2 separate regions of the Zea mays genome follow, and region 1 is linked to region 2. The links are chromatin contacts, called in public Hi-C maps. All regions are on one chromosome and are shown on one strand. Each heading gives the region's core, a stretch centred on a gene start, on an enhancer-like site or on the middle of the called end of the contact. The rest is flanking DNA. Distances are from core to core; before and after follow the strand shown. Region 1 holds the start of LOC103633246 (putative syntaxin-131). Region 2 holds the start of LOC103633243 (WAT1-related protein At5g64700).

Evidence for each region. A called contact is a pair of places that touch in the nucleus more often than the background predicts.
Region 1: a contact with region 2 is called in a Hi-C map of leaf, with 5 times the contacts expected there. The contact joins the promoter of LOC103633246 here to the promoter of LOC103633243 in region 2. A contact is called at or near these places in 5 of 25 Hi-C or Micro-C datasets (bundle sheath, leaf and tassel).

What each region holds. Positions count from the first base shown.
Region 1 is chr7:163,137,308-163,141,248 of Zm-B73-REFERENCE-NAM-5.0, reverse strand. LOC103633246 (putative syntaxin-131) reads right to left here and starts at 2,465. Exons shown (of 13, transcript XM_008654942.3): 1 at 2,263-2,465; 2 at 1,803-1,910; 3 at 1,582-1,638; 4 at 1,420-1,468; 5 at 1,235-1,323; 6 at 1,070-1,143; 7 at 959-1,001; 8 at 816-876; 9 at 702-727; 10 at 538-615; 11 at 321-401; 12 at 68-133. The coding sequence starts at 2,280.
Region 2 is chr7:162,846,526-162,850,651 of Zm-B73-REFERENCE-NAM-5.0, reverse strand. It overlaps LOC103633243 (WAT1-related protein At5g64700), which reads left to right and starts at 1,716. Exons shown (of 6, transcript XM_008654940.4): 1 at 1,716-2,104; 2 at 2,325-2,390; 3 at 2,502-2,618; 4 at 2,752-3,163; 5 at 3,248-3,399; 6 at 3,719-4,126. The coding sequence starts at 1,926. The coding sequence ends at 3,947.

The DNA.
Region 1 (3,941 bases), core at 1,216-3,715, 290 kb before region 2:
GATAAAATTCAGCCTTTTTTTTAACCAGTTGCATGTACTAATCAGAGGAACAGGTAAAGTTACGAACCAGGTTCTCTATGTTGTCTAGATCCTCTCTTTGTGCATCAACGAGTGCCGCCATGTCTGCAAAAATCTGAAAAATAAATAGAACACACGCCATGGTTTAGTGGCCATGATCGGTCTGGAAATTGATGTGACCAATGATGTACATGGTATAGGTTTATTAGATTACAAATAACAGTAAAGGTTCTTATATCCTGTAACAAGATATCTAAGTCGATGTTTCGAACAAAACAACGTCTAAGCTGCAATTCTTGTACCATCTGCAGTTCAAGGAGCCTTTTCTCTATCTCCATGACTGCATCATGCCGTTCCTGAATTTCTTCAACCGTGTCAAGGATCTATATCAACATAGATGGAATTTCATGAAACGAAAAGCAAGAGTGGTTAGGCGTAGCCGCGTAGCACATTGAGATGGGCAATAAAAGTATGAGGTGAAATTAAATAAACGACAATGTAGGAGTGCTATTCACCGACCTGTCCTCTACCTGTCCCTTGGATTGCTCTCTCAAAGATCTGCTCGCTGCTTCCGGTCTCGATGAGACGATCAATCACCTAGGCATTGTGCCAAAACTTGGTCAGAAGAGGTAAGCGTTCGCTGTGCCTTGTGTAGCGTGGTAGAAGTAGAACCACCATCTCACCTCCTCAGAAGGCTTTGTTCCCGTGACTGTTCCGGTTCAAGATTAAGGCTTGTAAATATTCAGCCAACAGGATAACTCAAACTGAAATGACGGATAAAAAAAAGTTTTACATACCTGTGAAGATCCTCCTCTCTACAACTTCTCGGTACTCCTCTTGTATAGTTTGTCTTAGATTCTGCAATGAATGGTGAACAATGTGATTCCAAGTCTTTAATTTTCTTGGACAAAGAAGGTGGAGAGAGCAAGGTCATTTGCACCTGGAAATCGTTCATCCTTTCTTTCAGCTTCTTCTTCAATGCACTGCAATCGAAGTTGACGTTTTGTTGGATTACTTTTGCATTGGCATAATAAATGCAAGAGGATCTTACATGGTCATGGACATCCTTGATCGGTCTACGCTGGTGCCCTTCCCACACCCCGGCTTCTGTCTGTTCTCGAGATTCTGCAAACCGAAGAGGAGAATAATGAGCTCTGGCGAGCATCGGGTGAAGTGAATCACACGCTGAAGACATGGTCAGGCTTAATGTCCATACGTTTCTGTCCATCTGTTCCAGCTTCACTTTCACGTTGCGTGCGATCTTCAGTACTCCATCGATGTCCTTCTCCATGCGCTCCTTTATCACTGGAAGAGGAGGACGAGTTGTTTCAGATGAGCGTTTTTAAGTTTAGGAATGCTGATACCAGTCTGTGTGTCAGCAAGTGAAGCTGCACATTGCACCTTTCATTGCAGAAGCCTTGGTGACTGACTTGGATTCCTCATTAGCTTCCTGTGTAGATTTGCACAAAATATAATATAAATTGTGTCTAGTTACACGGGTCCGAAACTAATACGACCAGAAACCCAGAAAAAAAAACATGTTGTCAAGGGTCCAGTAATAACCTGAAGTTTGTGAACTATGTTGGACATCTTATCCAACAGCACCTCAATCTCCTTGACCTAACCGCGAGAGAGAAAAAAGAAGAACTTCTCGTAAGAAAAAAAACAGCAAATGCTATGTCTTCATGATTAGTAACTACCACTGCTATAAAACTGCATAAAAGAAGAGCTGATAAAACTTTCAGATCAGCACGTGTGCTTTCTTTATAAATCGAAGACCTAACCTGTTCAAAGAAGTCTTTGAGACCGTAGTCGGAGTTGTCCTTGGGATTTCGATTCCCCATCTCGATGTCCCTCTCGCTTTCTGGCTTCTCATCCCTCTCAAAGGAATCCTGTCATCGAATTAACAGAACCCCGCAGCAGTTTCCAACTAACACGTTATACTAAATTATCATGAAGACAACCACAGCAAATTTTGCACTGAATTTGGCTACTAAATTATTATGAAGACAGACACTGCAAATTTTGCACTGAATTTAGTATCTCGGTATTTGCAGGTTATCTCAACAGGAAATTCAGTCAGGCCTCAAAGACAGATATTCCGACATGACAAAAGCCATTCGTTTTCACTTCGTTTTAAAAAAAAGCCATTCGTTATCCGTCTAAATACCCGGCATGAAAACTACTCCGTAGAACCCAAAAAAAAAACGGAGAGACAATCTTGCAAGAGCGAACTGCACATACCGAGAGAAGATTGTTCATCCTGTGGTCCTCGGAGAAAGAGACGGAGGAGCCTTCCCTTGGGTTTCTCGTGCAGGGTGCGAAGAACAGCTAGCCGATGGAGAAAGAAACAGTGGTGTATTCATAGGACTTTGGAAAGGCCGTTCTGGCGAGGATAACTAGTATTAATAAACTAGTATAGTGAGCAAGGAAGGATGATCTTGGCGACGCCGGCCAGCACTAGAAGCCATTAACTAGCAAACAGCCGGGTTTAGCAACTAACTAAAGAAACTTAATGTTTATTCAATGGTAATGAGTACATACCCTGCCAACTGGAGACGGTAACGGATATCCGTAAAAAAATATCTATACCTATTAAAAATCTGTACTCATGACAGGATTTGAAATTTTGTCGAAACCTGTACCCATCGGGTTAGCGGGTACCCACAGGTTACCCATGAGTTTCATTTCCAATATACTTGTTCTTCTCATAATCAATAAGTAACGTGATGATTAATGAGATCATGATCCAAAATTTATGTGATGAACAACAAGTTCATAATTTGGTATAAAATTATTAATGGAGAGAATGAAATACAAATAATAAGTTATATAATTAAGTGACTTTACACTAAGTTATCCATCCACCACCTATATAATGCTAGTATAAACTATAATAGCAAGCAAGCAATACTCTCACAAACTACTTATACATTCACTATTTTGATAAAAATTAGGAAGTAAGTAGAGAGATAACAAGTTTGTTGTTCGTTTATAAAATAAAATGACAATATGTACTAGGTTTGGTCGAGTTTAAAAAACTCACAAGTTCACAGGTTTGAATACTATAAGAACAAACCCGTATCTATAAACCCATTAGGTATAGATTTATGTCTATTAACAAACTTATGAATATAAAAATTGACCTAAACTTATTCTAATTGGTAAAACCTATCAGGTTTCGGATATTGAGTATCCATTGCCGTCTGTACTGCGAACGGATGGAAGAATGCGCGGGCTCCTCTCTCTCTCTCGGTGGTGTTCCGGTCATTCAAGAGGGTGAGGCGGCCGTGTTGTTTATTCATTTCACTTTCCTGTGACGAAAAGAATGCAAGTATCTGTTCTTGCCTGATCCTCGAATCGCCACATGAACGTGTGGCGCGTGGGCCCCATATGTCACCCTTCAGCGAAGAAATTTGCTATTTTGCGACTCTTAGGGCCTCTTTGGCAGCGCTCTGGCTTCTCCAAAAACGGCTTTGACTCTGGCTCACGAGGTGAAACCACTTCTTTAGATGAGCCAAAATCATTCTGAAAAATCATTTGGCAAAACGGTTTATAGGTTGTTTTTCAGAAAGACCCTTGTATAGTTTATCTCTCATGTACGTGGCTAGGGATTGAGGGCAGGACAAAAAAAATTTGGACTGGTGGGAGGGCTATTGTGCAAAAATGACGTGAGCTGAAGCCGGGTGAGCCACTTTTTTTGGCTCATGCCCTCTAGTTCATTTTGGAAAAGCACTTCACTGGTGAAGCCATTTGAAAAAGAGGTGTTTAACACAATTTTTGCATGAGCCAGAGCCGAAGCTGAAAAATAAGTCCTACCAAAGGGGCTCTTAGTTTTAGCTCTTTATTATTATGTCTATGACCGATAGGATTATGTCTATGATTTATGAGTGTAATAACATACTGCGAAGTCCACAAACCCG
Region 2 (4,126 bases), core at 467-2,966:
TTTTTTCCTAATGTGTGCCCATATATATCTCTCCGTTAGATGCGCTTTCATTTTGCATTGCCACGCAGCACTGTAGCATGGCACATTCGAGCTATTTGCCTCATATTTTCTCTCCCCGTTAGGGCCAGTCTAACCAACAAAACAACATTGTGTCGATTGTATTGGTGGTTAAGAGAAATGACTAGAAAAATTAACATTTTTTTCTTGACATGCACAAGCACAACAATTTACTCAAGGATTTAGGAATGTCTTGGTGGTTTCCAATTATACCTATACATTTTCTTGGAAGTATGGAATAATAGCTAAGAAAAATGTTGATTTACTTTGGTGATTTAGAGCATCTCCAAGATACTTTTTACTTTTGACTCTATATTTTACTCTGTATTTGTCTCTTCATAAAAATTAAACTATATATATATAACATCTCATTCCAACATATTCTCGAACATGTAATTTAGCTTGGCTAGCGAAAGTTGCTAGCCAAATTTGGCTAGTAAGAGAGTCAATTTAGAGAGCCGGATAATTTGGCAATTTAAATGGCTAGTCTGTTGGAGAGCTATTTCGTTATTAAATAGCTAAAATTTAGCTTGACAAACTATTTAGCTAGTCTCTTGGAGATGCTCTTATAATAACTCGTTAAAATATAAAACTGCTTTGGCGGTTCTCAATAGCATGCAAGTAAATATGTCATTATCTTGGGGGTTTGATGAGTTAGGACTCAAGAATTATACATGTATATTTCCTTGGAGGCATCTTACAATTGCCAAGGTAATGAAATATCCTTTGATCCTTCAATTTCGCCTCCGAGAAAATTATTATCTGTCAAAGAGATATTCCATCTTTTTTTAAGGAAGAGAACATATCTAATGCACATGAAAGATTGGTGCACATGGTGCACATATTAAATCATCACCACTCATTTTAGATCTAACGTCTCTAGTTATTTGGTATATTTTGCTGAGAACACCTCCAATGTGGTGGTGTGTAGTGGTGGAAGGTGTTATTTGTAAATTGAATGATCAACTAGAGACGTTAGATCTAAAATGAGTGGTGATGATTTAATATGTGCACCATGTGCATCAATCTTCCATGTGCACAAGATATGTCCCCTTTAAGGAAAGGTAGCTGTTACCTTTGATATTCTCTTTCCTTGGATGGGGTTCATTCTTTTTTTTCATTACTTGTAGGCGCTAGAAAAATGTCTTCTTAATGAAGACTTCTGGTTGATATAAAAAACATCAGTCATCGCAAAACCTTAATCAATTTGACGGCAGAGCACGTGATTACCTTTCTTATAAAAAGTAAACCATGCCAGGAGTTCAGGGAAGCTTCTCCCATGAACACCTTTTCCATAAACAAACCCATGCATGCCACAAATTAGGAGGCTTTTTATCCAACAAACTTGTGTTCTACTTATTCTAGTGGCAGCTGGGTTATTATTCGTCTGTGGCCAGCCGCACTACTGAATGTTTTGTAGTATAAGCATCATGACCACTTGGGCAATTAAGATCCATCCTTCTTTTTTTGATTAAGAAAGAAAAGAACTAATGCTGTCCATCGTCTCGAAAGCAGATATATATCTTGTAATGCTAAATTTTGCAGCAGCAAACAACAGAGCAAAAAAAAAACTTGGTATCTTTTAAGGGAGAAAAAGAAATGCCTCTATAAATCTCGATCACTGTGCTGCTTGATATTTCTGTTGTCCGGAACGCATGCATGAACATGCAGAGAACTTTCAGCCCCCGCTCTTCCATGTCACTTTATACTCTCTTTATGCAGTCCTGGCAATTCACACAAACGAACCTGGCTGGCTCGTCGCCGTCCTCGCGTATATATAGCGGCGCTAAGTGAGCTCTGGGGCAGGCACAGCGGCAGTGTTGATGCGCCACCGATCCTTGTCCTGTACTGTGTAGTGGGTAGCCTCCATGGGTAGCGGCAACGGCAAGGTGTACGCCACGGTGGTGCTCATCAGGCTCATCTACGCGGGGATGCACATCCTCACCAAGGCGGCCTTCAACGAAGGCACGAGCACCACCGTCTTCGTCTTCTACCGGCACGCCGTCGCGGCCGTCTTCCTGCTGCCTTTCGCCTTCCTTGAGATCAGGTAGGTACCCGTTTATCTTCGGCCATGCTCATGCATGCAAGGACGACGAAGCTAGCGAGCAAGTCATAGGAGCCAGCTCCACTATATAATCGATTAATTAATCTACTGGCAAACAGTAAATCTGTATACGCATGTGTGCGTTGCTCTCTGTCAAGTCGCCGCGAATGGTAAGAGTAAGATAGTAGCAGCTCAGCTCATCTGGTGTTCTCTGCTGTTGCAGGAAGCGACCGGCGCCACCTCTGAACTTGAGGCTCTGCATGAAGATCTTTGCTCACGGCTTCTACGGGTATGTATGTTGGCGAATTTTCAGCACGCGCTAGCTAGTTTTGGCCGAGGCAGATTATTGTCTCTGTTCTTGTCGCTGGAAACACTGAGCGGTTCGCGTTCGTTGGATCAGGATGGCTGGAACGATCAACCTGTACTGCATTGGCCTGAAATATGCTTCGGCCACCTCTTCGTCGGCTATCTTCAACATCGTGCCGGTGGTCGCCTTCCTCTTGGCCGTCATGTTCAGGTCACTCACTGATCCAGCTTAATGATCGATTAGTCGCATTACTCGTGTCTTGTGGTAGCTAGCCGTTTCAGTAGTAGCAGCAGCTAGCCAGCTACTGACTGACGCTCGTCGTTCGTTTGTCTGCGATGGACAGGATGGAGACCCTGAAGCTCAGGAGCGTCCATGGCATAGCCAAAGCCTGCGGGATACTCCTCTGCGTCGCCGGCGTCATCGTGCTGGCGCTGTACCAGGGCCCCCAGCTCAAGTCGCCGAACCACCAGCAGCTGCTGAAGCAGCACGCGGGCGCGGCCGCCGCGCAGGTCCACCATTCCAGCAGGGAGTGGGCTCTGGGGATCTTCCTGATGACAACGTCGGTCGTGATATGGTCTCTCTGGACGGTGAAGCAGGGGCCCCTGCTGCTGGAGTACCCTTCCAAGCTCCTGAACACGACGCTGCAGTGCGCGTTCGCGAGCGTCCAGTCGCTGGCCATCGCCCTTGTCCTCGAGAGGGACTTGTCGCGGTGGAAGCTCGCCGGCCCCGTCAGCCTCGCATCCGTGCTCTTCACGGTATAACCGAACGCGTCTTGATCCGTTGGCCAGGCCAGCCTTGTTGATTGTACGCTGAGTGCTGGTGCCGCTCTTCGTTTCCAGGGCGTCGTCGTGGCGGCGATCTCGTACTACCTGCAGATCTGGGTGATCGAGAAGAGAGGTCCCGTGTTCCTGTCCATGTCGATGCCGCTGAGCCTCGTCTTCACCATGGCCATCGCCTCCTTCCTGCTGGGCGAAGACGTCAGCCTAGGAAGGTACGCAGTGCAGCAGTGCTAATAAGCCTCGCGTCCACATCGTCCATCGCATTCGCATTGATTGAATTACCAGCCACACACACTCACGTCGCCGTCACCGTCGCCGTCACCGGCGGTCGAAACCATCCGCTTTTGACTTGCGCAAGTGCCGCCGTGTCGACGTCTCGGCGACACACGGAGCCTATGGATCGACGGTGCGTGGTCACGGAGCACATGCGGAACGAGAGTTGACGAGTCGTTTCGCTAACTGTCTGCCTACAGACGCCTTCTAAGTTCTATCTCTGCAACGCGACTCATCGTGTCATCTGTATGGGCGCAGCATTATCGGCAGCGTCCTCCTCGTCGCCGGCCTCTACAATGTGCTGTGGGGCAAGAGCAGGGAGGAGAAGCAACAAGCGGCGGCGGCGGTGGGTGAGACGACGACGACGACGACGACGACGACGGATGGCGGCCGCGACAACGGAGACGCGGAGAAGAACGCCGCGGCCGTGCAGCCGGCGGACGGGGAGGACGACGACGACGACGACGACGCGGCGGCCAAAGTCTGACATGCGGATCATGCATGCAAAGCGATCTGCCGGCTCCGTGCGTCTTTGATTCACGCAAGAAGGCGTGGCTGGCGGGGCGGGCCACCGGTGTTTGTGCGATCACTGCATGCAGAAAGGGTGCGTGCTGGGCTGCTGGCAGGCACTCATCATGTGTATATCTGATCTGAAAGCAGGTTCTT